Linked DNA regions of Oryzias latipes: region 1 is linked to region 2. Evidence: chromatin contacts called from public Hi-C data. All regions are on one chromosome and are shown on one strand. Each heading gives the region's core, a stretch centred on a gene start, on an enhancer-like site or on the middle of the called end of the contact. The rest is flanking DNA. Distances are from core to core; before and after follow the strand shown.

What was found. Hi-C and Micro-C count contacts between places; a contact is called where the count stands out from the background.
Region 1: a contact with region 2 is called in a Hi-C map of embryo, with 2.7 times the contacts expected there. The contact joins the enhancer-like site here to the promoter of shq1 in region 2. A contact is called at or near these places in 3 of 5 Hi-C or Micro-C datasets (embryo and fibroblasts).

What each region holds. Positions count from the first base shown.
Region 1 is chr5:22,048,974-22,054,796 of ASM223467v1, forward strand. pdzrn3 (E3 ubiquitin-protein ligase PDZRN3) reads right to left here. Exons shown (of 10, transcript XM_023955096.1): 2 at 1,732-2,652. The coding sequence starts at 2,445. Among protein-coding and RNA genes, the nearest start is that of pdzrn3, 7.0 kb to the right of the region's middle. Within about 2 kb of position 2,203, at least 7 of the 8 cell types and tissues checked have an H3K27ac peak or open chromatin away from gene starts, as enhancers often do. A contact at or near this core is called in embryo, where this site is marked.
Region 2 is chr5:21,892,441-21,898,334 of ASM223467v1, forward strand. shq1 (protein SHQ1 homolog) reads right to left here and starts at 2,606. Exons shown (of 12, transcript XM_023955093.1): 1 at 2,501-2,606; 2 at 1,715-1,882; 3 at 1,575-1,639. The coding sequence starts at 1,857.

The DNA of each region.
Region 1 (5,823 bases), core at 953-3,452, 160 kb after region 2:
AAAAATTACTGTGAAATTATTAGATAAACAGTCTGCTATGATTGTGTCATATAAGGTTGTGAAAGTTAAAATGCGACTTATAGTCCAGTGCGACTTATCTGTGTTTTTTTCTACTTTATAATGCATTTTTGGGCTGGTGTGACTTATACTGCGGTGCGACTTATAGTCCGGAAATTACGGTAATTTAAAAGAACAGTTTCTGCATAACCCCTTTTTTTCATAAACAGCAGCTGAAGAGTATGGAGCCCCAAATTGTTCATAATTGCATAAATAAATATGACCATGTGCAAATACACAATCGACCAATATATCTCTCATAAATATATAAAAAGATCATAAAATGGTGAAAAACCTGCACACAGATTTTAAATGAGCCACTAAAATATTAGTAGTATTCTACTATAGTTATTTTATTAGCTTTATCATTGATTATTGTATACTAATAATTGTTGGGTTTTTTTAGCTGCAGAAGAAACTCCTGTCACCACATCTTCTGTTGAAAGGGAAAACGTTGATGCTGCTGCTGGTCAGTTCAAATCAGGCCAATGTAGAACCAATATCAAACTTATTGTTTCATTAATATTTAAAAAACAGTCATACATTTGCACACACACACAAAAAAGTGTAGGCACTTCTTTCCAACATTCTGCTTCCAGCGTCACAGAAACTGTTCTGTAGATTTGATTGGACGGTTTGACTTTTCACTGTTTGCTTTTGTTGAAATTATGTATCTTATGTTCCAGAGGCTCCAAGAGAAGAGGAGCTACTGGATCCAAAATTCCACCTACATCAAATCCAATTGGTCCAGCTGAATGGCCAACCACACTCTCTAATCCAATAAGAATGGATTTAGTGCAAAGAGGTCCTTTTCCGACTGATAAAGACTTTGACCTTCCAAAATCCCCCTCATTGAGCTGTTGTTCTTTATTTGGATTGTTTTATCGTTATTTGATTAGCTATTAAGTTTCTGTTTTTAATAAGTTGGATTTTTGTGAATGTCGCTTGTTGAGTGCCTAATGTTACATTAAAAAATATATCTATACATTTGTCATTCATATTTTTTTCTTTGCCCTTTTAAAATTGGTTTGGCACCACTAAATGTGCATCCAGCATGCAGGCAATAAACTGCATTCAATTCTTCATCAGCAACAATAATACATTCACAAAAAGTATTCATAGAGAGATCTCATTTATGTTACAACAACAGTTGCGTTTAGTTGGTGCTGCTGATCAGTTGGAGGGCCCACAAATTAATTTCGCTTATTGCCCCCAAAAGACCCCTGTTTATATTGCACATAATTTATGACATTAAAATTATATAAGAATCACTAATGAATCATATATAAACAGCGCAATAATCACGCACAGTTCTACACTGATTTACGTGTTGTATGATTGGTTTATTCCTACTTCTTCCTTGGTTTTATGTGGTTCCTTCGTGGTACATCTGTAAAAAAAATCTCTTTTCTCATTATTTCCAGTTTTTTTCATATATGACCGATTTTCCATCCGTGCAATTTGCGCAAAATGTACACAGTGGTTGTGTTTGACACACTGCATTTTTTTTTCGTCTGCTCCTGATTCACAACGATTTGAATAAAAAAGATACCCAGGAGGAATGCCATTTGAATCTTTACTGTCTTCATAATACATTGGGAGAACGCCACGAGAACGTGATCAAAAGCTGAATTTTCATTGGAGTGGGTCTTTTCAGAAAGTTGTCTGACTCACCTGGCAGGAGGAAGCCACGGTTCTGGTCAGGGAGTCGATCCTCTCGCTGTACTCGGTGAACTTCTTCTGGTACTTGAGCGCCGTCGTCTGCAGCTCCCCGTGCACGGCGGACAGCTGTCCCAGCAGCGCCTTCTCCCGCTGGTTGGCCCGGATGGCCTGCTTCTTGCACTCCCGGTCCAGGATGATCAGCCTGCAGTGCAGCGCGCTGTTGTGCGCCTTCAAGGCGCGCACGCAGCAGTGGCTCTTCAGCTTCTGCTCCCTCAGGGTCAGCACCAAGCCGCAGCCGCTGTCGCAGACCCCCACCGGCCGGTAGTCGCACGTCTCCCGCATGTGGGCGTCCAAGTCCCGCAGGCGGAGCTCCTCCGTGCATCCCTTATTGCGGCACTTGGCCGGGGAGAAGTCGCACGTCTCCGCGTGCTCGGCCAGATGCTGCAGCTTCACCACCGCATCGCAGCCTCTGGCGTGGTTGTCGCATTTGATCTCCAGCTTCAGGATCAGGTTCTTCAGCGGCAGGACGTGGTTCAGCTCCCGGGCGGAGACCCGCTGACACTTGACGGGGCAGCTGCTCTGCTGGACGACCCAGGGCAGCACGCAGCCGGAGCAGAAGACGTGGCCGCACGGCGTCGTCAGCGGCTCCTCCAGCACTTTGTTGCACAAGTTGCACTTGAAGTCCGGGTCCACGGTCCCCTTGAAGCGGTCCAGCTCAAATCCCATGATGATCTCCCCCCCCCCTGGATCCCGAGTCGAGAATCGTGGACTCCCCACCCCCGCAACGCCGTGGGGCGGTTTCAGCTGGTCATCGGCGAGACGCTCCCACAGACGGACTGGGAGCTGAACTCACAGCCGCAACTCCACTAATTAAACTCCGACTTTTTGGTGCCTTCAGGAGCGCCTCCGGTCCAAGTTGGAGAAAAGTTTGCGCTTGTAAAAAAAACACACATTTACGATTTATAAACCACAAAAAGAAACTTATAAACACACGTCAACTAAAACAGTAACACAGACATACATTTATGATTGCTAAAAGCGATTGACAACATCTGAAAGTGTATATTTCTCACGAAATATACGCATATGTATCAACAGAGTTTCGTTCAGTGTCCCAGAAAACTGATCTATGCGTTTTATACCCCCCCCCCCAATCATTTTAAACCGAATACATCAAATTTAAAAGGTCTAATTTCATAGTCAAATGGCTAACATTTAATTGTCTGACAGACAGTGAACGCAACATCACTGGAAACCACTTTTTACCGTAACTCTTCTACGAATCACGCACACGCTTTTATTTTTAACAGGAAAAAAGTGAAACCATTAAATGAATCTCCGAGAAAAGAGACAAGGCAAATAATTATTAATCATAAAAAAATAATAAAAAACACTTTTTAGGAGGATGACTTCCTATACTGGAAGTTAATCAGTGATTGTTACAAGAAGAAGAAGCAGAAACTATTAGAAACAACAATAATAATAATTTACATAGAATTTACATAGAATTTATGAAAGAAATTTATTGTTAGCCATATAGTATTAATAATAATAATATGACTTAACAAAACGTTTGGACACTGCGCATAAAAGCAAAAGCCAGTAAAATCCTTACAATATAAGGAAAATCACAATAAAACCAGCTTACTAGAAGAGTGATATTTGTTTTTATTTTAGTGTGTATTACAAATAACTTCAATTATAAATATCCCATTAAAAATGTACTTTAAATATGTTTTTTTATTTGTCATGGAATCCTTCAATAATTTTTGAAAAAACAAGGAACAGCAGTTCATATTATAACAACTGCAATGTAAAGTTGTGAAGAAAATCAATAACTATTATTATGCTAAAAAATTACATGATATAATTGACAATAAACAATATTAAAACTAATTTCCAGCTTTTACAAAGTCAGAAAACTTCATTTTTAGAAACAGATTAGTTCAAACCATTAAAACATTTAAATTTCTGGTTCCTACATTCCTGTTGATGAGGAAAACCGGATTTTTTTCAGCCATGAAGTTCTTCTATAGTTTCCCCTAAAGGCTGCAGTAGTTCATTAGAAATTCACCTGTGAGTTGTGGGTGGGAATGTTGGTGTGGAGTAAGCCTACCCACTCTTCCCATCATCCATGACTGAGAGCTGTGAGCTAGATGCCAGCTTGACGAGGAAAACAAAGACGTACATGGATCTAGTCATCTACAAGTGGATGCATCAGAATGGAGCGGAGCGGGAAGCTGGTAGCTACACCGCTACAAGCTTTTTCAAACGTCATTTTTTCATTTGATCCCAATTCGCAGTGATTTGAAAAAAGAAATACTCAGAAATATGATTTTAGGATTAATTTTCTTCATACATATGTCCACTATCATTAGAAAAAAAACCACCACAAGAACAAGTTGAAAACACCAAAAACACAGTATTCATCAGTTAGTCTTTAACTGTTTTTTTTCTTTTCAGTTTTTTAGGAGAAACAATCTTTTCGTAACCTGAACTGAGCTTTTCCATTAAGACTCAATGATGTGACTGAGAGCAGGGATTGAAACTTTTCTGACTCAGCAGTAAGAGGACGGTTTGAGTGAAGAGCCAAACACATGTCTGACTGTAGGAAGAACAAGATTGTGACTCTGTCCTGCAGGATCTGCAGGAATGGAGCGGGGTTGTTTTTTTATTTTGTTTTACTAGAAAATAAAGTGTGTTTGAATAACCTTCAGGACTGCTGCTGATCTCATAGAAATTACCTCACACTGCAAAACAAATAAAACATGATGGGAAATTGTATGAATATTTAAATATTCGCGTGGCTTAATGTTTAAAAGTTAACTCCTGAAATTCACATTTGACAAAAACTTGATGAAAACCAGAAAAAGAAACAGCAATCATTTGTAGTATTGAAATATGTGTACCTTTAAAATTTTCTGACTATAAAGCCAATTAATCACTTCCGTGATTTACTGTTTTTGTCATTTTTATGATAAATAATAAAAAGTTTTTTTTCTAACTCCTAACTGAAATAAAAGCCCATAACCATTGCTTATCTCAAAAGAAAACTTCATGATGCCTTTGAAAAGGTTGAAGACCTGGAAGAGAAAGTTCAGGTTAGGTGGTTCTGTTGGACTGGAAGCATGGCTGATGCATGATGGAAGTATGATGGTTGCCTGATGAAAACACGATAGCTGCATGATGGACACGTGATGGATGCATGATTGACGCATGATAGATGTTTGACACAAACATGATGGAGACATATTGAACGGTGATTGAGACTTGATTGACACATGACAGATGCATGACGGACAGTAGATGGATACATGGTGGATGCATGATGGATGTATGGTGGATGCACAATGGATGCACGATGGGCACACAGTTGATGCGAGAAAGATGCAAAATAGATCCATGATGAACACATGTTGGATGCATGATGGACACTAGATGGATGCATGATGGAAGCATGATGGATGCATGATGGACACTAGATGGATGCATGATGGTTGCGTTCTGGATACACAATGGATACACGATGGATGGACAGTGGATGCACAGTGGATGCACGATGGATGCAGGACTGCAGAACTCATGTTTGAACCCCCAAACACAGTTTGTTATTAAAGGCGGGTGGGCGTGGGGTGAAGTGCAACTACAGCACAGATTGCCCTTGTTGCCCCCCATAATGTGATGTCTCCTCCTACTGCCCCCACCACCACTTTCTTCCAGGAATCCTGTTTTAAGCAAAAGCCCATGCTCGATGCAAACCTTTCAGACGCGCATTACCCAGAACTGAAAACAAGGGCTTATCAAAGACTCCAGAGTGTGACAGAGTCTGAGCTCTGGGTAATCCTGCACTGATGTTATGAGCTGAGGATACACACTTTTGCTTGCAGGTAATCCCCAGGTCATGATCTTAAAAGAGCGAAGGAAAAAAAAAGAAAAACAAAGAATCAACTCAAGAGGTTTAAACATATGATTACTACACAGCCTAGAGTTTGTGGTTGCGCTTCTTTTGCTTTGTGCAGAAACAGCGGGGTCGGTGCTGCAGAATCAATCCGGCCGCACACTCCTGAACAGACCTGCCGCCTGTGATTTATTATTACAGCTCAA
Region 2 (5,894 bases), core at 1,356-3,855:
CCTTACTGACCACGCGCAAATGCTGCAAGCACGGGGTGTGCAGGCAAAACGCAAGCGCCCAAAAAATGCCCACACAACGACGCTACGATTGTACAATTGTCTAAGGAGCGTGCACGTATCACGTGAACTGCCCCAACGAGCTCCCTGCGCAGTGCGGAGGAATCGGGGGAAGATCAACAAAACGCAAAAGTCTGTACGACACATCCTTACCTAGCCCGAAGGCCTGTTCACACCGGGACGAATTTCGCCGGCGATTTTCGCCGACGTTTAACGCCTCGTGACTAAACAAAGGGCACCAATGAGAGTGTGCACACCGACGCGAAAAAACGCCACGCGTCAAAGCGTCAAAAAAAAAAAACGCCTCGGGTTTGTTGTTTTTTTTCGACACATCGCGTCGAAATCTATTCGACCAATGAGAATGGCGCTTTTGCACACGTGTCTGGAGCTTCTGAAATTACAGTAAAACACAACTTGGGGGCGCTCAAACACAAAACTGCCTTGCTGAGCACATATACCAGCGAAGAAGATAGACGCCAAGTAGCGTCTACACTGCCACGAAGAAATAATGACGGACATTCTAAAATATCCCCGAAACAAGCACCAGTTGGAGCAACTGGTGCTTGAAATATTCATGTTTTCTTTGTATGATTCTGACAAGCACGTAAATACTTGCTCTCTTCTTCTGAGTGAAAAGCGACTTTAAGAATCGTAAAGTTGCGCAGCGCCACCTTGTGTACAGGAGTATTTCTGTTTACATTAAGCGCCATCTAATGTCAGGGAATGAAATTGCATGTTCGCTCGGCTCATTGTCAGCGAAAATCGCCTGGGTGTGAACACAAAAAACGTGGCGAAAAACGCTGAAGAATAACGCCTGGCGAATATTAGTCCTGGTGTGTACGGGCCTTTAGATGTTGTATAACTTTTCACTACAACCTGTCGCCGGCAGCATCCCCGTAGAAATGAACATTTTCACCCTGTGGGTTCATCGAACGATCTATGACCCTAACATTTTAAACGGCCAACCTGTGGGCCCACGAACAGGTTTGCCCATTTCTTGCCCGCAGAAAACCTTAGACCACCCGGAAGAAAATAAGACATAACTTATGTCAGATTCTCAACATGTACTTTCTGAAATATCCAGATTGTTGTTAGATGAATGTACTTGGAAATGGGAGACAAACTCTATTGGGACCTACGACACACTAAAATGCAGCACTGATTATATTTTCTCAAGTGTGTCGTAGGTCTGAAAGCTCTGATACAGTTTCAAAAAGCAGCTTCCTGTTGACGCCTCCGTATTACTTTTTTTTTAGAATAAACCAGGAAATGAAAAATTTACAACACTATTATCAAATTTAATGCCACAAGTTTTCTGAATAGAACACGAGCAGAAAAAGTAGATTCAATAATTAATGTTATATATTTCTAAATTTCATACTGAAACTGAAAAATGATCTTTAATACCAGACTTCTTAAAAATGTTTTTTGCACTAATGCTTATCACATCCATTGAAAAAACTCGTACTATCTACTCGTCAATATTTTCCCAGGTCTTGGAAATGCAGGAGGCTTACCTTTATCGATGTCAAATGTGGCTTTTTCTCTGCCATCCTCCACAATTCTTCCAGGAAGAGTTAATCTGACAATAAGGGAACATTTGAAAAGACCCAGTGAGGGAACAGCAAACGCAAAATCTCTATATTTATGAACTCACCTTAGGAAATAGGGTTTAGCGTAAAACTTCAGATCTGTGCCATCAATAAAGAGGTCAAACTCAGAGGTTCTGGTGAAGGGAACACGGGCGCTGAGGGTCAGAAATTCTGGATCTTGGCTCAGCTCGAAAGCAGGAGTTATCATTGTGAAGCCAAATGTTGGGGAAATCCTGCAGTGAGAAGGTCCAGCGGAGTTATGAAGAATCCCAGTCTGCTATGATTTACAATGGGGCTGATGCAGCCCGCCATCTAGTGGATGGCTCTGGTACTGCAGCAGCTCCACACGTGCAGCACATGGAAGAACATTGTCAACACAGCTGAAGTCTAACATAACAGTGACGATTTAAAGCTGCTATCCGCAAACGCTGTGTCTACTGTGGCGACCACGCAGCTTTTAACACTAAAATAAAGCTGCAATAACAATTTAAACCAATTTGTTTTGTATTTCATCCGTTTTCTTCCTCACCGAACTTTAGTTTTTTTAAACCCAATGACTCTTGAAACATTACGTTTTCGTGTTTAAAACAGATACTTCGTCAACAATAACGTAGAACCAGAAAGCTGAGAATATTAAAAGAAAGTTCTGACCGCAGTTAGCAAGCTGTTAGCCCGCTAAACAAGCTAACGTGACTGGTTCCCTCGTGGTTGTCACAGCAACGACCGGAAACCGGCGAATTAACGGCGCGTGCGCTCCACTTTATACAGGAATGCTGCACTGCTCCAACATGTCTGCCAAAGTTTGACTAAAAAAGTGGCGTGTTAGCATGAAAAGAAGCCAAAATACTCACCAAAACACAGTTATCACAGTCAGCCGGTGCTCAGAGGAAGGTGGTCCAAACTTTACCGGAATATATGATACAAACGCGCACTTTGATTTGAGTCAGCTTCATAAAACATCAGCTGGTCGCTTTCAAAGGTTTTGAGCAGTTTTATATATTTTACGAGTGAAATTAAGCGTTACATTAGCAAATAAAATGTGTTCACCTAGAAGCGCTGTGAGAATAATATACAGAACTCTTGATCTCTGTAAGCTTTACAAACCTCTTTTAAAATAAATGTCCACAAACAAAAATCCGATTGAAATTTACATAGTTTTTCCTTTTAAGTATTTGAACATGACTGAGTAAAAGAAAATCCACGTCACCTTGACTTTGTTAAGAATAATCCATGATCAAATAAATCAGTTTTCATAATGCTAACAATGTCGAATAAAAGCATAGAATTTAAATACAATAAAATAAAACTTTATTCCTGAAAATCCTGTAACATACTCCATTGTGCATCCATTAAGACATTGTTGTTTAGTGATATTTAATGGCATCTGGCTAGATAAACTTCGGTTTGTAGTTGATATATGTATATATTTATAAATATCTTTAGGAAAGAAAAATGAGGCTTTGATATCATATCCAAATTCCAGAACTGATTTCATTTGGATAAACGTTTATGATTCTATTAGATTTCAGGAACATATTCTTAGGTCATTTCTAATTTTATTCCTAAAAGAATCATGTAACATAGAAAACTAATAAAAGCTAAACTCTCTTTGAAAATTATTAAAAATATTGTTTTTAATTACTGGACGTTTACAATTTTGTTGGGGTGTCCACATCTACAACTCTAAATTCCTGTGCCCTGGAAATTTACCAAAAGTCTGAGAAAAAAAATAGTGAGTATCTGTGATCAAGAGATTGGCAAATATAGACCACAATGCATTGCGTTTGGACGATTATTCATGTAAAAAGAAGTATGTAAATTTATTTTTTAGAAATACTACAAGTTTTCATCAGAACACAGTGGATTCTTAAATAGTCTTTGTAAAATGTTCATATTTATAAGGATTTTCCATTGACTGTATATGAGAACTGGAGTGAGTGACGTTACCTTTAAGATCCAGGGCATTATAAAGGTTTTAAGTAGTTAAGGAGTAGGAAGAGAATTTGGACATAGCCCAAGTCTAAGTAGAAGGAAATGTTTAAAAAAAAAAAAAGTTATGTAATAGATGTAGTTTGTTGATGTAGTTTGTAATGTCGTTTTGAAACTTAGTATGTTATTTTTTTAAAACTGCATTTTTTTCATGATGTCCTAATATTATGAGCACAAATACAACTTCAAATAAAGTTTTATAAGTTTCGGTGTGTTGCTAACTGATGCTAGTAACCTACGGAAGCATAGTCGTCTCATATTTCAAAATAAAAGTCGATACCGGAAATGCTTTTTTATTTTATCAACAAATATGCGTCCGTTGACTCAAGCAAAAATAAAATGAAAAATCAGTACGGATGAATGATAATGGATTGAGCTCCTTTAATTATTAGCCAAATGTTTACAGAAGTGGACACATGCAGAAGATGATAGAGGAGATCTATATCAGTGTTTTTCAACCAGTGTGCCGCGGCACACTAGTGTGCCGTGGGAGATGGTCAAGTGTGCCGTGGAAAATTGCCCTCATTAACGGATCTAAAAACATTAACCATCTCCAGGAAATCAGCTCTTTGTTCATCCAAACAGGTCCTGATAAAACACTGAGTAGTTAGGAATATAAACGATCATAAAATACTTTTTTCGTTGTGTTTATTTGATTCTATTAAAGACATTTTGATAAGAATGACGGTAACGCGAAATAGCTGCAGCTATAACTGTGTAAGGAAAAGTCCCGCAGCTTTTACTGTCTCCACGACTCCACCAATCATTCTTGAAAGCTTAATCACATGTCATCAGTCTGACCAATCAGAAGTGGTTAAAGTCTCCACTTCCTTGTTCCAATTTAGCTCATAACTCAGTCAGTTCCGACAAAAACACCAGCTAAAGCTCGTCTTTAGCGGTGTAACTTTCCACAGAATCCGGTATCAGACCGTGGAACAAGTGAACAAAACCATGAAGCTCAGAGACGCGAGTCTTTCTGCCGTTTTGTCGCAGTTTTCACACTACATCTCCCATGATGCATTGGCTTAAAGGGACAGCGTCTTGAAAACACAACGAACATACAGTTTGTATGTAACTTAACTTTTATTACATCTTTTAGAAAAACATCCTGCTTTTTCTGCCACAATTATCACAAAAATGCACGTCAGATTGCCGGGGGGGGGGGGGGGGGGGGGGGGGCTGTAGATCAAAACAGACTATGAGTTTCTGCTTTTTTTTTTTTTTTGGGATGCTGGTGTGCCGCGGGATTTTTGTCAAGGTTAAAGTGTGCCGTGGCTCAAAAAAGGAAAAACACTGATCTATATGATGGGACATTTTTATGATCACACGAATGCTAACCTACAAGGTACTTCATGGATGCTCCTCCCTCAACTTCTGCATGTCTCCACTTCTGAAACTGTTCGTAACTCCAACTAGGAAGCTAATCCCAGCAAGAATTGTGCACAGATGTTTGAGAACGTTTGCCAGTCGGGCCAACAACGCAGAAGAAGAGTGAGCACTGATGTCATCGCCCCGCCTCCCTCCTGGAAAATGAAAAAGCATTTTGGGAGGATTGATTTTTTATTTTATTTTTGAGTCAATAGATGCGGTTACATTGTGACAATGAAAAACCATTTCTGTCAATCCAATATATTGTCAAAGTAGATATTTGTAATTGAATTAGCTACACATTCACAACAGAACTTTTGGAAAATGAAATGTCAAATACCATTTTCTTTATAATTTTAATGAAAATGAGCGGTGTTTCATTTTCTTTTAGATTCATCGAAAAAAGCTTCATTGTGAAAATGAAAAGGCATTTCCAGTATTGACTTTTATTTTGAAATATGAAACACATATGCTTCCATAGAGCTGAGACAAAGAGAGACCACCAGGGGTCGAGGCAGCAGCTCTCAGAGGGCCCCGGCGCCCCGCAGCCGCCTTCACGGCAGCTCCATCTCAGTTTAACCAAAGGCTTAAACTCCAAGCTTATTATCACCTATGTCCAATAAACCATTCAGAGCCACAGAAATCCCAAACGGCCCGGGTCCTCCAGCCCCTCCTGACCCGGCAGTTTTTCTTTCAGGAGATAATCTTCAAAGCGTTCTGGTAAAACAGCGAATTAATGCGGTCCACACTTTCTTACCTCAGAGAGTAAATGCTCATTTCAGCAGTGGACATGGGCGTAACTGGGCCCTGAAGGGGCTGGGACCCCTGAAGAGGGGAACCTCTGTGCCAATCATAGTATATAAGAATATAATAAGGTTGATTTGATCA